Regions from separate parts of the Danio rerio genome. Here region 2 is linked to region 1. A link is a contact called in public Micro-C data. All regions are on one chromosome and are shown on one strand. Each heading gives the region's core, a stretch centred on a gene start, on an enhancer-like site or on the middle of the called end of the contact. The rest is flanking DNA. Distances are from core to core; before and after follow the strand shown. Region 1 holds the start of ppp1r3cb (protein phosphatase 1, regulatory subunit 3Cb). Region 2 holds the start of rpp30 (ribonuclease P/MRP 30 subunit).

Region 1 (4,086 bases), core at 1,031-3,530:
AACTGTGCCAGTGACCGATCTCTCCTGAATTATACAATTTTCCAAGCATACCAGGTTCTTCTTTAGACGGTTCCGGAAGTCCAAATAGTCGGCGGCAGGTTGAGGGAAGCCTAAACTGAAATTCTTCTCCTTCTCTGCTTTCAGGCCAACAATGGCATCCTCCAGATCTGATAATTCAAACTGCAGGTCTAACATGAGGTCTTCCTCGAATTCCTTGAACACATGCACTGCCGTCAGAGACATGCCTTTGGAGTCGGCAAAAACCACTTTCTTTTTAGCTTTGGTCTCGGGACTCTTCCATGTTATGTTGGCTGTGTCGTCATCTGTCTTGGAGCTGATGCAGGATCGCAGAGGTTTGTATTGGTTGACAAGGTTCCTGGATTTGCAGTCCTCATATGAACTGAGGAAACTGCGAAGAGGCGGCGAATGGGCCAGGCAGATTCTCATTGCCACATCCACAGGCATAATTGGACTTGGCATTGGCCTGGGGTTCAGTATCTGCAGAACCCTGTGATGAAGACAATAGAGAAAAAACACTAGAGTGACCAATTAGGAAGGAGATTTGACAGTCACATAGTTAAAGTCTTGGCCCAGAATGTAGAGATTAACAAACAAACCACTACAGTTTCAGCTAGCTTTACAGTTACTAGTTTTACAGTACATTTAGAACCATATCTGCTGATTTTATCTTAAACAGATCAAGTTTCCTATGAATGGCCAAATAGTTGATTTTTCAATCACTGCTAGTAAAAATAGTATTTTTTAAATGTTACTTTGTACATTAGGCAACATATCAAGTCAGTCCAAGAGTACAGTAGGTCTATAGCAATTCCATATTCTAATTTAATTAGTCAAAATAACTAGTCCTACTTAGTTATACATAGGGCCAGACAGAATCTGCGAACATTTTTTACTATTTTTGCGGAGAGTTTTGTAACAAATCTGCAGATTAATGTGGAATATTTTTTGGAATATCATAATTAAAAATGTAATATATGAAATAAAAAATACCTTTTTAATTTTTATTTAATGTTTGCAATGCAAATCCAATTGTATGCACTTATTTGGTAAACAAACCAAGCTTCTTATATAATATATCTACTAAAAGACAAAAAAAAAATACTTTACAAACTGTATTGTAAATAAATTATATTGACATTTTCATATGTCAATAATATTACTGAAATTATATAAAAAACTGAATAAATATAAATTGACACACATCTACACAAGTAAATAAACAGCCTCAATGATGGGCAAAAAAATCTGCGGAAATCTGCAGATTTCTGCATGCGCAGATTCTGTGTGGGCCTAGTTATGTCATGTAGTATTTGTAAAATATTATTGACACTAGAAACTACGCAGTACTACGAGAAACGAAGAGTTACTACAAACAATTTAACAGATATATGAATAAAACTGATATCAGAACCACAGACAATAAAATATGCTGCAGCAAAAATAATGGAATATGTACCATGTGTACTTGGATAATACAGTAAACAGCACACTGTAAAAAATTCTGGTTGACTTAGATTTTTAAACTGAATAAAATTTTTCTTATGAGTCCATGAACTTACATCATGTTGAAGTGACCTAAAACAGCTTGCGTAACTTATGAAATTAAGTTAGAACATGATTAACTTAGTTTAATAAGTAATAATGGTCTAAAAGCATATGCTGTCAGGACTGATCATATAGTTTTTTACAATGCAGAATCGATAATAAAAGTAATACAATTTGAAGCAATTTTTGTGAAAAAGTAAATGGCAGCCTCTCTGCACGAACAAAAAGCCAAAAGTAACTGATAAACACACTAATACTGATATAATAACGTTAGTTACAAGAGTAACTAAAATAAATAAGTCAAGAAACCATGTCACAGCACCAAGCAATTAAATATAAGTAGAAACACACACTAATTAGTTAAAACAACCATAAAACAGCTTGACATCGTTAATGTTCGATTATTTAAACGAGCATTATTTTAAACCGAATCTAAATGATCAATACTATTAAGAGAAACTCATTCTTTAGACTTTTCCAGCATGATTAAGTTCATCGCTGAATTGTGACGCACTCTGTATTCTTACCTGGTGCAATTCATTGAAACCGGTGGTTGGTTTCCAAAACGTCTCAAACGGTTTGCTCTGCGATAGTTTGATTAAGCACTGATTTCTCCTACGTGCCCTTAAACTTCATTTAAAAACGTTTCGAGCAGCACCATAACTAAAACCCCGCTGAAGAACAGTGGTTTGCTGCGGCACGCCCCCTTCACGGTCCAGCCGTACTGCAAAAGTCAAGAGCGTTCAGCCGGTACATCAAGCCTCTGCGCGCATTGGCTCACGGTAACCCACCCTGACAGCCAATGGGAGAGCGCGAGTGCGAGGCGCTTGAGCAATCAGCGCTCAGGAAAGAATCAGTCGTCTCGCGCGTGCAAAGGGAGATCAGCCCAGCAGAAAGAGAGGGGAAAAGAGAGAGAGAGAGTATGGGGGCGGGAGGAGAGCTCATCCAAATTTAGACAGCCTGTGAAAGTCCTGCGAAGCGGTGACGCGCGATCTGTGGATTACAGTAATTTCCGTTTTGCATTTCCTTTTTTGTTATTATTTTTGATGGGCTTATACGTGTGTGTCACTGTATTGCACTACTAATAAAATAACGTTTGAGACTCTATGGTCTTTACACTTTTAAATAAGTTATTTTTTTTCCATTTTGTGTCAGTCTATGAAACAAATACAACAAACAACAAAACAAACAACCAAAGCTGCTGATTAAGTTGTGGCTTAAAAATGGCAAAAAGGGTGGCTAAAATGGCTCATGGAGATGCAGTAAATGGAGAGAAATCCTCATGAGCAAGAGGAATGTGCAACACACTGAGTAACTGGAAATTTAGGAATTTTCTGTGATAATATTTTTTTAAACAATATTTCAATATAACGCTTTCAAGCCATGGTGCAGTCACATGAATAGCAGAATAAATAAACTTTATTAAATGTGAGACATTTAAATTCTCCTGTAAAGCAGTTCTCAGCGTGCATCATAAAGACTGCAGTACAATACAGATACTATTGCTAAAAAGAGAAAAGTGTCATCATTAAGCTCAAGTTAGTTTAGTTTTGAGTCAAATCGTGGAAAACTGCAGATGTTGCAAAATGTGAAACCTATATGGTTTAACTATAAACCAGATGTGTAATCAGAATATCAATAGTCTAATAGGCCTACTTTTATCCTGTTTTTTAAAACCTCAGTTAAGCAAGTCAAATGTAATTGTGTGTGAGGAACCCAGACTCCATCGTGACAGAAGTTGTGAAAAATATTTAACCAAATTTGTGCAATTTATTCATTCATTCATTTATCCATTTATTCATTCATTTTCCTTAGTCTTTTTATTAATCTAGGGTTGCCACAGCAGAATGAGCCGCCAACTTATCCAGCGTATGTTTTACGCAGTGGATGCCCTTCCAGCTGCAACCCATCACTGGGAAACATGCTTACACTCCCATTCACACACATACACCGTGGAAAATTTCGCTTACCAATTCACCTTTACAACATATTTTTGAGCTTGTGGGGGAAACCAGAGCACACCAGAGAAAACCCATGCGAACAGGGGGAGAACATGCAAACTCCACACAGAAATGCCAACTGGTCCAGGCTGGAACCAGCAACCTTCTTGCTGTAAGGCGACTGTGCTACCCACTGCGCCATCATGCTGCCCAACAAATTTGTGCAATGTTTAAATTTATTTTTTTAAGAATAATCAGAATTATAATTACATAATCATCAATAATCTTACATGGATAAAAAAGTGAAATCAGGTTATGCAATAGAGTATTTATATAAAATTTCAGTCTGTCATCTGTGAGTGTTAAACATTCATGAAGCTGTCATGCTCTATTGCTGTTACAGTAGAGGGTCAATATGCTGTATGTTGCAACGACAGCAGTCTATTGAGTAATGTGACCTACATTAGCAAGAGCTCCATATCGCAACATTTTACAGTGTGTAATGCATTTATTACTTGTGATAAGAATGGATGAAAAACAGAGTACATATTTCACATCATATTTTAGATACTACATTGAT
Region 2 (3,999 bases), core at 1,262-3,761, 170 kb before region 1:
CTAACTACAATCTATTAATTTAACGTTGAACAGCTAAAATTAAAACACACATTGCCTAAAACAGTGACTTTTTCCTTATAAAAAAAAGTGAAAATAAATAACTTGCACTTTTGGAAACAAGATAAATTATTTTCAATGTTTTCATATTAAAAGTTGAAAAATAAGCAGTATCTCTATATCTTCTATCTTGTAATATTTTAAACAATGAATTTTTTGCATTTTCTGTAAACAATAATTTCAATGTAAATAATAATGTTATTGTAAAAGAAAACATGCCGTCTCAAAGCATCTCTGGCATTGCTTCCACTTATGGTCAATGTAGTGCAAACGTGCGACGTGTAGTTACATTTTAACTAAGGCTGTGACGGACCAAACCCGTGCGTTCGACTTAGAAGTATAAATCAGCCTTAATAAACCGGGGTTACGTGACTCCACACAGGAAGAAGGGAAAGTAATTTAAAAAATTGACCTGGAAAAATTAGATCAATTTTTGGTTCTGAATGTCGATTTGGATTACTTTTTGATTAATCGCCCAGCCCTAGAAAAGATATACACAAAGCAGAAAACTATTGACTTTATTCTGCAATGTGGCAGTTGGCTCATTTTTGCGATTGCAACTAAATTACAATAATTAACGGCAGAAAATTGTCAAACTACTTGTTCTACAATCAAGTGTGTTCATATATAAAAAGTAGAATATATAATAAGAAACATAAGTTTGCAACATCAAGCAGTCTAAACATCAATAGGAGTGAATGAAACCAGAAGTCTTGAGCCAAAAAGTCATACATGAAGAATAAAGTCAATATTAACATTCTTACCAAGAAAAGTAAATGTCTTCCCAGCATTGGTAACTCCATATGTAAAAATCAAGGAATTCCCTCCGTCCAAAACTTCTTTAACAAGACTTTTGGTTGTTCCATCAAAAATCTCTTTCTGAGTTGTTTCGGGACCGTACACCTAAAAATGAATTAAGCTTAAATGTCATGTTGAATAAATTAAACCTCAAAAATACTTAATACTATAATATATTATATTATATATAATTCCTAAAATATATTTCAAATAAATGACTGTAGAGGTGTCATACTTGTGAGAACTGAAATCGTTGTGCCAGTTGTGGTCCAAATCTCTCACTGTGTCTGGCAGTCAGAGATGCTTTTGGTGCCTTCAGAATCACAGTATCTGGAGGCTCAATGGAGATACAATCCTGTTGGATGAAGTTACACACATAATAACATATTACATAAGGGGAATTAAGTGGATAATCTGTCAAACAAACAAACAAATAAACAAATAAATAAATGTCACCATTTCTCATGTTGTTCCAAAAACAACAAAAGGGAAAATATAAATGACGTCGCTATTCAACTTAACATGTTTTTAAAAGTTATAATAAGGGGTTTTAAACATGAACATGGGGAAAAGTCTTATAACTTAATATTTTCAAAGATTTGTCAAAAATGTGCAAGCACCTGTGATTCTCCTTCAGCTCTCTCTGTTGAGGTGAACGGACGTACGCGGAGATAGACCTGCAAATGCTCTTTTTCAAGCGACACCGAGTCCTGTTAGAAAGAGAAATGTACACCAGGAAATGTTAGCTTCGGCCAAAAATCGGATTCGACTGCTTTAGAAGATGAGATAATAAATACCCTGGATAATTTGGAGAACTCGGAGAAAAGATCTTTTCGGAGGTCTTCAACCGTTATAGAGTCGACACGGTCAGGCTTGTGATTTAAACACGATTCCATCATCTTGATCAAACCTGTAAAGAAGTTTGACGTTTAAATAAAGAAAGTTATTGCGTAATAATAAAGATGTATTTAACGTTACGTTAGGTGGCGACAAATGGAACAACGACTCATAACTTACTAACGTTGCCGAACGCGTTAAAACTAGCTTTCGTAAAACATGTTAACCTTATTCGTATCGCATTAAACTAATCAACATTGTTTAATAGCATGAAACAATGTAAAACGATTCCCTGTGTGTTTTCATTTCAGATAATTTCACTTACTTTTCCCTTATTGTTATTATTTCCTTTTGTTTATCCCGTTTACATCGCTTACATGCTTCTTTCCAGTGGTCGCGGTTCTCCTTCTGTTTAAATCCGACCAATTGGAGAGCACGCTACAGACGTAGCTCCACCTCCAACAGGAAGTAAAATATACTGTGGTTCTGGTTGACTGACAGGACGGTCGAAACTAATGTAAGGAAAAGTAAAACGGAACTAGCCCACAAGGCTCAGTTATAGGTTGACGCTTTATCTTGTGATCGAACTTGTTTGAGAAATCAACGTATTTTTGTGGTTTAAATTACACAGTTTTAAAATAATAAGTCTGTTTACCAGGAATTAGTTTTTTTGTGATTTTGTACTTTCTATTCCATTAATGCTCTCACTCCAGTCCAGTAGGTGACGGTAATGTACCTATCATTTGCTTACTATCAGTCTTAAAAAACACCAAACGAAGGAGATCATATTTTACCATGTGGTTCTCTGTACCATGGATGTGTGTGTTCAGTAGTTGAAACGGTGTATTCTTATATGAACTTACCAGTGAACACTTTTCCCGAATCCCATCAATAGGAGAAAGATGTCTGTGTTTATGGATTTAAACATCATCAATAGTAGTGATAAGAACAGACTGAAACACATCATAGAGACAGCTGCTCACCGTAAGTAGCAGTACAGTTACGATCCAGACAATTTGGATTGGTTTCCCCCTAACATGACTTAAAAATAACGCGTAGAACGCCGTTTGAACAGTGCTTTGGAGTAGGATGTCGGATATATTACAGACACAAGCAAATCACATTAGGCACATTAAACGGATAATCTGTCAAACGATGAGGAAAACGTCACTAATTATTCTGTTCTCAGCTCTTGGAGGTCAGACGTTTCATTGCTGAAATTCCCAGCTCCGACTAATTGAAAGTTGGTTTTATATTCGCACATTCAGTCTTTCTCATTAATAATATAGTTTCAGAAAAGTATTCATTGTAAATGGTAAAATCATATTAGCAGTCAACAACTATCAAAGTACAGCATTGTTCACAGTTTGTGAAGTGTATGCAATTTATGTCACTGAACGAATGTGTGAATATAAAACCAACTTTACCTCAATCTCCGACTATATCTATAATGCGGCGCAATAACAGTTGTATTCTCTAACGTTAGTGTTCACGTGTGTAAGCGAAGTATGAAACGTTATTAATTGTTCATACAGTGTTTATTGATATTTCCTTTTTACGTTGAATCTTGTATCAAAAGTTGTTAGTAATTGAAAACGTATTTCAACTTTTCATAATTAGCTGATTATTACTATTTACCAGCTGTCTACTGCTCCTAGCAGGATAACCAGTACGTAATGGCGATGGCTAACTTTGATTAGTTAGACTAAGAAATGCATAGATTATGCTGTACTTTTAGAGAAACCCCTAATGCTCATATACTTTTTGCTGTATTTTCAGTTGGCTACTCAACGGTTGCAATAAACTATGTAGTTGAGCCACTACAGAAGAAACAGGTACAATATAGAGGAGTTAAACTAAACTGCATTATCGAGTTGTGCGTGCGTGTGTGTGTGTTTGTATGATGCTCTTATTTTCTTGTTTTACAGGAAATTCCTAACCCACAGAGTATTTCAGACTTATTTGATAAATTTCCAGTTGTCCAGGTAATTAGCTTAAACATATCTTCCGAGATAATTAACAATGATGTGTTCTTTTTAATTAATTTTTTTCTTCTGTTATAGGGCAAATCTTCTCCAATCAAAGTGCTAAATCGATTGACCATTGTGGCATCTGATGCATCACATTTTGTAAGTTTATACTTCGTAAACTCTAATATAATTTGTGCTAAAGTATTATACACATTATATTGTATTATATACTGCAGTATTATATGGTGAGACTGTTTGTGTTATTCTCCTTAGAGACCTACTAATGAATACAAAAAATTTGACCTTGTGGCGGTGTACCCCAAAACTGAAAAGCTCT

What was found. Hi-C and Micro-C count contacts between places; a contact is called where the count stands out from the background.
Region 2: a contact with region 1 is called in a Micro-C map of caudal fin, with 10 times the contacts expected there. The contact joins the promoter of rpp30 here to the promoter of ppp1r3cb in region 1. A contact is called at or near these places in 1 of 18 Hi-C or Micro-C datasets (caudal fin) and 1 of 4 datasets of contacts at active chromatin or transcription factors (gastrula embryo).

What each region holds. Positions count from the first base shown.
Region 1 is chr12:17,872,075-17,876,160 of GRCz12tu, reverse strand. It overlaps ppp1r3cb (protein phosphatase 1, regulatory subunit 3Cb), which reads right to left and starts at 2,280. Exons shown (of 2, transcript NM_200834.1): 1 at 2,094-2,280; 2 at 1-508. The coding sequence starts at 2,107.
Region 2 is chr12:18,041,832-18,045,830 of GRCz12tu, reverse strand. rpp30 (ribonuclease P/MRP 30 subunit) reads left to right here and starts at 2,511. Exons shown (of 11, transcript NM_001013479.1): 1 at 2,511-2,676; 2 at 3,472-3,527; 3 at 3,621-3,677; 4 at 3,756-3,821; 5 at 3,936-3,999. The coding sequence starts at 2,595. It overlaps kif20bb (kinesin family member 20Bb), which reads right to left and starts at 2,102. Exons shown (of 31, transcript XM_073918315.1): 1 at 2,018-2,102; 2 at 1,653-1,765; 3 at 1,476-1,565; 4 at 1,091-1,210; 5 at 822-960. The coding sequence starts at 1,754.